Linked DNA regions of Sus scrofa: all the other regions are linked to region 1. The links are chromatin contacts, called in public Hi-C and HiChIP or PLAC-seq maps. All regions are on one chromosome and are shown on one strand. The core of a region is the stretch at or near the end of the contact, and the rest is flanking DNA. Distances in the headings are between cores, read along the strand shown.

Region 1 (4,112 bases), core at 899-3,398:
AATCCATGGTCCAAAGCTTCTCAGCTCTATAATCTGGACCATCTTATCATGGAGGTGAAAACTGGCAGTCACTGATTGCTTTCTACAGCTAGGTACTGTGCAAAGTGCCAGAATGTATGATCTCCTAGCTTCTACCATTGGCCGTTACCCACACTGGGAACCCTCAGTGACTACTTCACCCTGCCCTTCTTTGCCCAGTTCTTTGTTACCCTTCAGTCATCACCATTGAGAATACTTTCTCCAGGAAATTTTCCCTAAGTGTTCTAACAGCACCCTCAACTTCTTTTGTCACAGCACAGTTCACTCAGTATTTTAATCTCTAATTAAACTGTGTGCTTGTGAGAGCAAGTATGAAAATGCTCACAGCAATGCCTGACACAAAAGACACTCAAATATTTGTTTGATAAACAATTTTTAACAAATATTTCAGTCCCTACTGAAATGTTGAGATCAAAGGCATGTACAGTAATAACTTACCGTTTGTCTGAACCCATTGTCCTACTGAAGATCTAGCACACTGCTCCAAAAGGTTCAAATTTTGTTTTTTCTAGGAGACAAGAAAGATTGGTTGCTGCAAATCTGAGAGATTACTTAAGTCAACTGTTCCATAAACTGGGACACTACTGAGATTGGAATGTCATCAAACCCTTACCAGTAATTATTTAAGGTTGGGGGTGGGGAGGGAGGTGGGAACAAACTGTCAACATTAAAATCAAGCTAAAGTTTTGTTAACAGTGAGCATAAAAAGATTAAATATACTTTAAAATATCACATTCCATATTCATAACAAACCCATAAAATGATGCAAGCAGAAGATTCATTTCCTGCTCCTACTCTAGGATTACAATGCAAAAAGGGCACAGCTGCAATCAGCTCTCTGTGTTCTGGATCAAGGCAACTCCAACCGGGTAGTTAAAACATTAATCAAAGTATCTTTATTAATAAAAGGAGCAAAATGAAGTTTAAAAATTACTGATAAAAAACTTAAAATCTTTCAGAAACCCGATGCTGAGCTGACTGAAATCTACTCCATTTATAACGCAACGGCTGGTCCAAAGCTGTTTCAATCAGACAAGAGCAAACCTCGACATGACTTAATTCCTAGGTAACAATAACCACCCCAGAGGCTGCCAGCCTGGCCCCGCGGCGCACAGGGAGTGATACAACATCACACAGCTAGACGGCGTTCGATGTGTGTAAGGTCCGAGAAACTAGTTACAGCCGTCCCTGGCGCCTGTTCAAAGAACATCTGCTGAATTAATAAATGGAAAAGAACCATCTGGGAGAAACAAGGCATTGGGTATAATCTCTGATGCAGCCCCTGATCGCCTGGGCAGTGCCCGGACCCACCTCCGTGGGGTGTCGCGGCTGAGATGGCGGCGCCACGGCCTGCGAGACCGACTCAGGCGTCCTGCTTTCTCTTCCTGCCTGCACACGCGCCTTCCCCCAAGAGATTCCCAGCCCGAAGATCAGCCTTCACCTAACAGCTTTCACCGAAGCTGCGGGGCGATGGCGGCTGGAGACTACCAGGGCGCCCCTGAGAAGTACCCGAAACAGACGACGATTCAGTTCAGCTGGGGAGTCAGAAACACGTCCCGGTAGGGGTACACTCAAAGCCCGAAAGAAGCGGGCCTCGAACTGGGCGGCAGAACGCCCTCTGAAAGTTGACAACGCTGGTGGCGAGGAGGGGCGCGGCCCTCCAAAGCCTCTGGTAGCCCTTCGGGAGATCTGGCTGGGGCTGATGGGCCGCCGCCCGCGGCTGACAGGAAGGCTCTACAGAGTCTACCCCAAGAGCAGAAACTTCCAGTCATTACGGGTGGATGCCGCACTTACCCCCAAGAAAGACAGAAGTAGCAGCAGTAGCGGTTTTATGCTCCAGATTTGCAGCAGGGTCCACCGCTTCACAAAATGGCGCCTCCGTCGAAGGCCGTCTCCTACCCACAGTACCTCGCGCCTATCCCTTCCCCTCCTCCCCCGCCTCCTAAGGAGAAGTCCAATCCAGAAGGTTTTTGGCTGAGCGAGGGCTGCTGGGAAGTGTGGTCGCTAGGGCAGCCTGTCACTTAACTACGCCCAGTGTCAATTTCCTGCGTATTTCTCTTTCTTCAAAACCACCGCCAAGTCCTCAATCTGTCTTTTGCAGAACTCTCACCTTTATTAGGCAAAGTAATTATTTGCCTTGGCTACAAAGGTCTTAGAGAGTACAGTTTGCTTTCACTGATAGGATGTAAACCATCACGATTAATCTGGCTTTAAGAGAAGGAACATAGGTTGATTGCCTATTGCATCATTGAAAAGTAGATTAGATTATTGGGCCACAACCTTTACAAATAATATATTTTTATTTTAATGACCTAGGAAGTGAGTATTAAACCCATTTACAAGTGAGGAAATTGAGGTTTATGGAAATTAAGATTTTTTTTTCTTTTTTAGGACCCCACCCTGCATCATAGAGAAATTTCCAGGCTAGGGGTCCAGTCGGAGCTACAGCTGCTGGTCTACCCCACAGCCACAGCAATGTGGGATCCGAGCCCCCGTCTGCGACCTACATCACAGTTCAAGGCGACAACATATGCTTAACCTGCTGACCTTAACCCACTGAGCAACGCCAGGGATTGAACCTGCATCCTCATGGATGCTATTGGGTTCATTACCACTGAGTCCCGCGGGAAATTCAAGACGACTTTTTTTTTTTTTTTTTTTTTTTTTTTTTTTTTGGTCTTTTAAAGGGCCACACCCGCAGCATATGGAGGTTCCCAGGCTAGGGGTCTAATCAGAGCTGTACCCACCGGCCTACAATAGCAACACCAGATCTGAGCTGCTTCTGCGACTTAGGCCTCAGCTCAGGGCAACTCGGGATCCTTAATCCACTGAGCTAGGCCAGGGATGGGACCGGAAATCTCATGGTTCCTAATCAGATTCCTTTCCGCTGCACCACAACGGGAACTCCTGAAGACTATTCTTGAAGGCAGTCCAGAATATCATTCCATTAATATTAGTCTAAGGCAAGGGCTCAGGGAAGTTATATACCAGGGTTATTTTAAGAGTTATTACTTGGCCTTCCTTTTTTCTTTCTTTCTTTTTCTTTTTCTTTTTTTTTTTGTCTTTTTCCTTTTCTAGGGCTGCTCCTGCAGCATATGGCAGTTCCCAGGCTAGGGGTCTAATAGGAGCTATGGCCACCCGCCTACAGCAACGTGGGATCTGAGCCGCATCTGCAACCTACACCACAGCTCACTGCAACACTAGATTCTTAACCCACTGAGCAAGGCCAGGGATGGAACCTGCAACCTCATGGTTCCTAGTTGGATTCATTAACCACTGCACCACACCGGGAACTCCTGCTTGGTCTTCTTTCTAAGAGCATCTCGAAGTTAACAGCCAAAACCAACCTTGTCTCCTTCACAGCCTTCCCTGGACTGTGAGTGGCAATTCCCTGCTTCCAGTTACTCAGGACAAAAACCTTAGAGTCATCCATGACTCCTTTTTCCTTGCACCCAATTGGTCAGCAAATCCTGTGGACTGTACCTTTAAAATATATCTTGGACCTGACCACTTCTACCTGCCTCAACTACTCTTCACCTAGTCAAAGCCACTATCACTGTCCTTTTTGGGAGGTAGGGGTGGGGCAAACTTGACATGCAGAAGTTCCCAAGCCAGGGACCAAACTCATGCAAGGGCTGTGACCCAAGACACAGCAGTGACAACACTGGAACTCCTGTTCCCCACCCCCCACCCCAAGAGGTCTTCTTTTTTTTTTTGTCTTTTTAGGGCCAAACCCGTGGCATATGGAAGTTCCCAGGCTAGAGGTCTAATGGGAGCTACAGCTCCTGGCCACAGCCACAGCCACAGCCATGTGGGATCTGAGCCACATCTGCGACCTACACTACAGTTCACAGCAATGCCGGATCCTTAACCCACTGAGCGAGGCCAGGGATCAAACCCAAAACCTCATGGTTCCTAGTCAGGTTTGTTAACCACTGAGCCACTATAGGAACTCCTGAGAGATTTTTTTTCTTTTTTTTTCCTCTTTGGCCACTATGAGGCATATGGAGTTCCCAGGCTGGGGATCAGATCCAAGCTGCTGTTGTGACAGCTGTGGCAACACTGGATCCTTA
Region 2 (3,893 bases), core at 67-2,566, 130 kb after region 1:
AAAGATGTGCAGAAACAGAGACCTAGTACCTATCCTATAAGTTAGGTGCCTAGTTAGATGCTAGTTAGTCAGGCAATGTTCAGATCCAATTTTTGTGTTTCACCAAAACCGTAACACATCATTAGTTAACTTTAGACATTGCCAGTCCCACCCTTATCAGTTCTTGATACTGCTCCCTATAGTCCTCACAAGCTTGCTAATGTTTACATTATTAAACCATTCACACTGGTGGCACTACTCAACAGGAAACTGAAAACTAACAAACCTAGGGCACAATCCAGAGTTCAGAAAATAAATCAGGTGACCAGGTGCATCAGTCTACAGAACTCCACCTAGATCCCGAAACTCTGACCTTCACATGCAAACCTGGAATATGCAAAAACACAATTACCCTTACAGTTTATGTACCCTACAAAACGAGGCCTTTTCTAAAAAATGCACACCCAGAGTTGAGCTCAGTAGCACAACGTCAATTCTAAAGTTTACAGAAAAACGGATTTACAATGCCAAAAGCAATTTAAAGAGTAAATACGAGAAAACACCCCTCTCCTCCCACATTCGACCAACGGGCACAGGACCCACCAGACCACTCCCCAGCCTCCAGGTTCTACAGCCCCGCGCGCTGGGCAGCGAACTCTCGCGCTCTGTGGCCTAGCTGAACCCATTCGTGTCTATCCAGGTAGGGTTAAGGTTACGTGCTAGGGGCAAGAAAGGCTCCTTCTCGAGCGATGCCTCAAAACTGGATCGGATTCCTCCAAAAGCAGGGAAAAAGAGAAAGATAGGGCCGCCTGCAGCTCCACAGACTGAGAGCACCGAACGGGACCCACGCGCCTGCCCCAGACCCCGCAGCTGGCCGCCCCGAGACAGGACCGGTAATTCTACCGACGCGCCGCTCCGCCCCGGGCCCGCGACCGTTCCGGGGCGTTCCTCCCGTGGGCGGCGCCTCCCTCACCACACCGCCACTTGGCTCTCTTCTTCCTGGCGAGGCCGCGGCCGCCCCGCGACACCGAAGCCGCAGCTTCCAGGCCGCGCGGGCCCGCGACGTCCAGAGCGGCCTGGCAGGCCGGCTCCCTCCCCGTAGGCTCTGGCACGCCCTCTCTACTGCCCCAAGCCCTTACCGAGGCAGCGCGGCCTCCGCGGCCCGCTCCTCCTAATCCTCAGCCGCCGCCACCGACCCAGCGTCGCGGAGACTGGAACTTCCTCGGAGCCGGGCCGCTGCCTCCACAAAGGCGCCGCCGCCTTCAGCGCTCTGCCCGCCGGGAGATGGAGTACAGCTGCTGGTCGCGCCGACTCCACTCCCGCCGTGCCCCGCGCGGGGGGCAGGGGGCGGGGCAGGGGAGGTGTCCTTGCCTGCGCGGGGTGGGGCGTAAGGGCACGCTCTTGCCGGTGTCCAATGGGAGGTCGCGCTTTCCTGCCTCCAGTCCACTGGGGCTGCTGGGGGTTATGGTTTGTAGTGTAGCCCGCGGCGGGCTGTCTCCTTACGCTCTCTGGAGTTGAGCAGCACGCGTATTTTGTGGTGGGTTGGCCTTGTCCAGCTTTGCTCCCCGCCAGAACGCGGATACGGCCCTGGTCTGCCAACCTTGAAAACGCCTTATTTTCCGTTAGTATTAAGGAAACGGAAGGGAGCCTACTCCATCCTAAGCCTTCCGGGGCGGGGGCTTTTGGCCCACACAGGAGCCTTGCTCCTCATCCTCTTAATCCTGGAGTGTAGTCCTATTGCCCAAGATCCAAGCATAGGTGCGAGTGATAGGATAGAAAAGCAGTAGTCAGGGAGGCTCGTCCCCTTCTTCTGATGGGTTTCCAAGTTAGGCATCCCCAGCTCAAGAATACCAGGTGGGTATCATCCATGTTAAAGTTTCAGTAGCTGTATCTATGAAGGAAAATCCACTCAGTTTCCACAGGGCCTGGATAGCTCTTGGGCAGTATGGCCAGTGGTGACTTGTGCAAAATCACAGAGGAACTAGAAGGTATCTTGCAGCTCACAGCTAATGTTTTTCAAATGGCCAGCTGCTCCATGCTTCTAGGTGGATTGTCTACTTTGTTGAAAATGCTTGCTGGTTCCAGCCACCTGGTATCTCTGTTACTGGACCCTCAGCCTAAATTCAACATCATAGGGTCAAATAAGTCTGCCGCAAGAAAAGCTGTAAATCATTCTAAAATAAAGACTTAACTGTAGAGAAAAGAGATTGTTGGATTAAGTTACCTTTTCATTTTTTCAGGCATCTTGTTTGGAAGTCATTCTTTCAGTCAAGAACTGTACGAAGCATCTGTTGTGTGCCAGGCACTGTATCAGGTGCTGGAGATATAGGAACTTGAACAAAGCTGATAAACTCTGCTGCTGTAGTGGAGATGGGAGTGGGAGCAGTTACTAAAGCCAAACAAATGAAATAAGCAGTCTCTGCTAAAATGAGTTGTTTCTGTAAGGAGGGAGATGGAAAGCTGTTTGAAGGGCTCTGAACAGAATAATATCACAGCTTCCCTGTAAACAGGATCACTCTTGCTGCTTTGTGGAGAATTGGCTGAAGGTGGACAAGGAAAAAGCAGGGTAGCTGGTTAGGAGACTGCTGCAGTAATACAAGCACAGAAGGACTTTTACCCTTGTGGTCACAGTGGCAACAGGAGACATGGACTGGGATGAGGGGAAAGAGGGAAGAATATGGGACAAGCAATTTTGTTAGAAGCAGCAGGAGCTCAGTTTTGCGTAGGTTATTTCTGATGCCTATGAGATGAGATGTGGAGTTGGCAGTTGGTTACGTTAGAGTTCAAGTAAAGGTCAGGGTTAGAGATGCAATTCTGGGAGGCATCAACATATCACTGGTGCTGGTATTTAGAACCATAGGCCTGGAGTTCCCACGTGGCTCAGCAGGTTAAGGGTCCAGCCTTGTCACTGCTATAGCTCTGGTTACAGCTGTGGCTCAGGTTCGATCCTGGAACTTCTACATGCCACAGGTGTGACCAATAAATAAAAAAATTTAAAAAGCCAAAGGCCTGGATGAGATGACCTAGGGTATGAAGGAGTGAGCATGGACAGAAGAGCAGAGTTCCAGCCCTGAGCCCTGGGACACACCATCTTTGAGATTTCACAGAAGAGGAGGAGCATCTACACAGAACTTTGGCACTTTGACTTTGCTTCCCAAACTGGGTCATTATTGGTGGATTTCTCATTTATCAGATAGTACTTTATCCTCTAAAGAGGTAAGTAAAGTTAAGAAACTTATTATTTTTGGAGTTCCCGTTGTGGTACAGTGGAAACAAATCCAACTAGGAACCATGAGGTCGTGGGTTCAATCCCTGGCCTTGCTCAGTGGGTTACGGATCCGACGTTGGCCATGAGCTGTGGTGTAGGTCACAGATGCAGCTCGGATCCTGCATTGCTGTGGTTCTGGCATAGGCCGGCGGCTACAGCTCCAATTCAACCCCTAGCCTGGGAACCTCCATATGCCACGGGAGCGGCCCTAGAAAAAGCAAAAAGACAATAAAATAAAATAAAATAAATGAAAAGACAAAAAATTTCAACTCACATTTAAAAAAAGAAACATTATTTTTGCCTTATGCCCAACTCCTTGGGAAATAATAATTGCTACCCTTTATCACAACTCTGTGCCTGGTATTGCACTAACACTTCATTGTCTCATTTAATCTTCACTATAACCATGCGATAGTCCCTTTTATAGTTAAGGAAACCAAAGCCCAGAAAGATTAACTTGCCACAGCTGGAAAGTAGAGGTTGTGGGGGCTTCCAACCCAGGTCAGTCCTACTCCAAGGTTCATGCTCTTGACTACTTTCCCCTTTTCCTTTTCCTTAGGGTGATTATTAAGGGTTTTCGGAAGAAGCATCTGGATTTTTTTTTTAACTTGTGCCCATAGTATGTGTAAGTTTGTTTATATTGCCT
Region 3 (3,881 bases), core at 591-3,090, 250 kb after region 1:
GGTGGAAGGGGGCCAGGCATGGGGGATGAGCCTGTGTCCCGGCCACACAGCTGTGGAGGAAGAGAGGGCAGAAGTCGGAGGGGCAGTGCTTCTCATGCCTGCCTGCCTGGCCAGTTCTATGCCAAAACAGAAGGCCTAGGAGAGCTGGATAGGCCTGCAGGCCTAGGCAGCAAGGCCCCTAGTGGGCACAAGGCCGGCATGGGGTGCTGGCACATGAAGCTCATGTGGCTTCCATTGGCGGACCCGGTGGCAGTCTGGCAGGCTGCAGCACGCTGAGCTGGGCAAGTTGGTACCCGCCATCGGGGCGGGAGGCAGTGTTGTGGGCCTACATCGGGAAGTAGGACTGCTCAGGGCTGGGGGGGGCACTCCATGCCTCTTTAGGGATTTGGCTCCCCAAAGCCCGCAACGTCTTTCAGAGGATAGACCACGTGCCAGGTGGGGTGCAGAGGACAGAGGTACAGGCCAGCCTGGATTAAGCTTTCACAGCAGCACCGGCACCACTTTAGTCCCTCGCAGCCCTCCCCCCCCATCCGCCCCAAATAAGTTTCTCCCTCCACCCCCGCCCCCAACTTCCTCTGCCGCGCACAGCACAGCCAGCTGGGTGGTTGTTACTTGATGCCCAGCGCAGCTCTCAACCATCTGAAACCCGACGTGGGCCATCTGCGCCGCCCCGCCCCCATTCTGCCTTGGATGGGCACTCGGGACAGCCCCCCACCCATGTGTCGTTCCAGCCGGACTGCAGCCGAGCACCCCACAAGCGTCTTAGCGAGCCACACCCGCTCCCAAGCCTCACCAGTTCCCAGCGGAGCTGGCCAAGAAAGCTGTCAAGCCGAGTGCTGTGCATGCCCGTGCCGGAGCCCCCGCCAGGCCTGCCAGTTGCTCTTCGAACTCCAGCAGGAGCGGTGCGGTGAGGGCCGGGAAGGCCGGCCAGCGGAGCCCTTGCCCTCCGCCAGGCTCAGCGGCTCCTCCCTCTCCGTAGCTCCCGCCGCAGCAGCAGCCACCGCCCCAACATCTGGCAGCCCCGCCCCGCCCCTTGGCGCCGCAGCCAATGGGGCTGGGACGGGGCTGATGTGGCCCCGCCCCCTGGGTCCAGCTGGGTGGGAAACCCGACGCCCACTACCCACTCCGCAACAGCCCTGGGGGGGAGGGGCTGAACAGGGGCCGAGAGCTGGGCAGTGTCCTGCTTCCGAGTCCTCGAAGTCCTGGGCGGTTGAGCTGACTCCGAATTCGTTGCAAGACTCAGGACAAGCCGCTTCCCTGAGGTAGCCTCAGCTTCTCCATTTTTCCCGGGTTAGAATTGCGGTCCCTCCCACAGGGGCCCCTGCAGCGCGCGGGTTCCGTGGCTGCGCCCTCACGCGGCTAGAGCGCCCCCAGTAGTCGCATCCGACAGTGCTGTGGCCCACTTGGGGCCTGACCCACTCAATCTGTTCATGGGGCTGGCTTCGACAGTCCTTAGAAGTCAGGAAGGGGTTCGGCCCTTTGGATGACTCCGGGAGCGCGGAACCTCACCGCCCCCACGGAGTAGCAGCCGGAGCCCAGGCCCAGCCCCCGCGTCTGTACGAAGCTAGGCGGGGCTGCCCTCTAGTGGGCAGCGCGCGGTTATCTGCTCTTCCTGCCGCGACACTCACGTTCCCTCTGCTTGGCACCACATACACACTGAGAGTAAGGGCAGGAGGCCACTTTTTGCCCCCTCCAGTTGATGTCCCCCAAAGTAACCACTATTTTTGCTTCTATTGCCAAGGATACCTTTTGTTTGTTGAATGTAGACAGCTTTTGAGAGATTTTGTTGATGGTTGGGCTCAGATTTTATAGGCAGGTGATATTCTAATGGGGGGGGAAGCTAGAGTTCAGACGCTATGGGGTAGCAGGTCCTGGGCCCAGTTTTCCTGGGTCCTGTGCTTACTCTGTCTCCAAGAACTGTGTGACCAAGACTTCCTTGAGCCTCAGTTTCCCCATCTGAAACTTGATTCTTCTCTCACGTCTGTTTCAAAATTGTAGTAATAAATTGGGGAATTCATTGGGAGCAGTGAAAAAAATGGGTATTTCCAGACCTCTTGATGCCTGTAGAGTCTAGAACTCAGTCACCAGGGATGGGTGGGGCTAGAATCTTGGAGGCCCAGGAGTACCGCCTGCTCAGCTGTGTTTGAGCAACTGACCTGGCAACGGGGCAGGCCTGAAAAACACGTCTGTCTTTCTGGAGTCTCCTCTGCTGTCTGTATCTTCAGGCCGCTATGGTGCTGCTCAGGTCCCTGGTGCTTCTTCTTGCTCTGGTTGTCTCTGGTGAGGAGCTGGTGGGTAGGGGGACTTTAGTTCTCACCTCCCTCACTCCACAGTGGAGTCCTGACCCCTTTCAGATAAGCTCCCATGGAGGGCAGGGGCTGGGGGAAGGAAGCCAGGAAAGGACAAAGATCTGAACCTCTGGCCCTCATTCCTTATCTTTGCTTCTTCTTCAACCAAGTTCTCACTCCTAGTCTGTGAAATGATCTGACTTGTGGTTAGATGTGAGAGACAAGGAAAGACTTCTGCTTGTCCCCAAGATGTGGCTAGGCCCTAAGGCAGAAGGGAAGGACTCTGCTTGTGTATATGGTTGCTTGAACATGGAGAGCCTCCAGCCTGAATTGTCTCTTCCTCACAGATCATCACTGCCTGCCCTGGTTCATAAATGTCTCTGAGAGCCAGGGACCTGGCACCATCCTTCACTCTTTCTCCTTCAACTGCTCTTTACACACACCCACCCTGGAGTTGCTCCATGTGAAGCCACCCACCACCTTCTTCAACCCACCCAGCCTCACCAGGTGGCAGGGGATCTATGTGGGCAAGGTAGGGTCACGGGCACAGCTGGGGACATTGGGGAAATAAAGGTGGACACTAAATTCATTAAGCCAGCGGTAGTATAGGGGAATGGAGAACCTAGGTCCCATATGGCACTGCCCACCTGCTGCAGATGACCTTGAGCAGCATGGCCCGGCTGGATGCCCTGACAGTGAACCACTATGAGCTGCAGCTGAAGTTCACATGTGGCAAACATGTGATGGAAGGACCACTCTTTGTGGATATTCAGCGGGACCCTGGCCACATCCAGTGTGCTGGTCGATTTGCCAGCCCAGGTGAGACCAGGGGCAGCAGAAAGGGGGTATGGGCAGGCATGGCCTAAGCAGAGCCTCCTTGACCTCCCCTCTGGCCAGCTGGGGAAATCATTCAGGTGCCAGAAACAGTTACACCTGGGGCCCTGCTGTACACTCTGCTGCTCCCAGGCCTGGAATTCCAGGGAGCCCAGGTAAGCCCTGCACATGGGTAGTAGTGGGAGGGCAGGATGGAGGAGGGATGGGGAGACCAAGCCCAGCCCCTGTCTGGCCAAGCATAGCCTGCAGGGGGACTCTAGTTTACAGCTGAGTCTCTGCATGATGCATGTCCTTTGGAGAGAGCCTCTGAGGGTTGCCCATCCCCACCCCACCCCAGTGATTATGGCTGTTCCTATAGGGACATCTCAGGGACTGAGTTCTTTAAAAGTTCTCTGTGTGTTTTGAATTCTCCATGAAAATTCTGTATCATTTTTGTAATCCAAAGAAAAAACAACATAATTGGTTTAAAAGAGAGGACTGAGGATCAGGTCCAGGGGGAGCCCAGGTTAGAGGAAGTGTCTGTGTCAAGGTAGAGAGTTGAGTGCAGGCAAGTACCTGCTGAGTTGTTGGGGGATTTTGACAGGGATGCTTGTGGGGGCTGGGGACTGGGAATGGGGCCTCCAGGATCTCTCTCCTGTCAGATGAGCATCACCAGTGCCCAGGACCCTCCATACTTTCCTGGACCTTTCTCCATTGATGGGCAGGGTTGGCTGCGGTCACCATCCCAGGGCCTCAGAGGCCAGGCTTTAAAGGTGAGCA

The links. Hi-C and Micro-C count contacts between places; a contact is called where the count stands out from the background. HiChIP or PLAC-seq counts read pairs in DNA pulled down with a chosen protein or histone mark.
Region 2: a contact with region 1 is called in an H3K27ac HiChIP or PLAC-seq map of alveolar macrophages. The contact joins the promoter of RBM6 here to the promoter of RBM5 in region 1. A contact is called at or near these places in 2 of 5 promoter capture datasets (fetal skeletal muscle and liver), 1 of 47 Hi-C or Micro-C datasets (fetal skeletal muscle) and 2 of 2 datasets of contacts at active chromatin or transcription factors (alveolar macrophages and skeletal muscle).
Region 3: a Hi-C map of skeletal muscle shows a contact between it and region 1, with 5 times the contacts expected there. The contact joins the promoter of CDHR4 here to the promoter of RBM5 in region 1. A contact is called at or near these places in 2 of 5 promoter capture datasets (fetal skeletal muscle and liver), 1 of 47 Hi-C or Micro-C datasets (skeletal muscle) and 2 of 2 datasets of contacts at active chromatin or transcription factors (alveolar macrophages and skeletal muscle).

What each region holds. Positions count from the first base shown.
Region 1 is chr13:32,577,816-32,581,927 of Sscrofa11.1, reverse strand. RBM5 (RNA-binding protein 5) reads right to left here and starts at 2,148. Exons shown (of 25, transcript XM_005669588.3): 1 at 1,834-2,148; 2 at 478-547. The coding sequence starts at 494.
Region 2 is chr13:32,442,367-32,446,259 of Sscrofa11.1, reverse strand. RBM6 (RNA-binding protein 6) reads right to left here and starts at 1,316. Exons shown (of 22, transcript XM_005669583.3): 1 at 1,119-1,316.
Region 3 is chr13:32,327,489-32,331,369 of Sscrofa11.1, reverse strand. CDHR4 (cadherin-related family member 4) reads left to right here and starts at 1,840. Exons shown (of 19, transcript XM_003132219.4): 1 at 1,840-2,280; 2 at 2,636-2,820; 3 at 2,945-3,107; 4 at 3,186-3,277; 5 at 3,764-3,874. The coding sequence starts at 2,232. It overlaps FAM212A (PAK4-inhibitor INKA1), which reads right to left and starts at 1,498. Exons shown (of 2, transcript XM_003132213.6): 1 at 794-1,498; 2 at 1-50. The coding sequence starts at 844. UBA7 (ubiquitin-like modifier-activating enzyme 7) reads left to right here. Exons shown (of 25, transcript XR_306784.3): 25 at 732-834.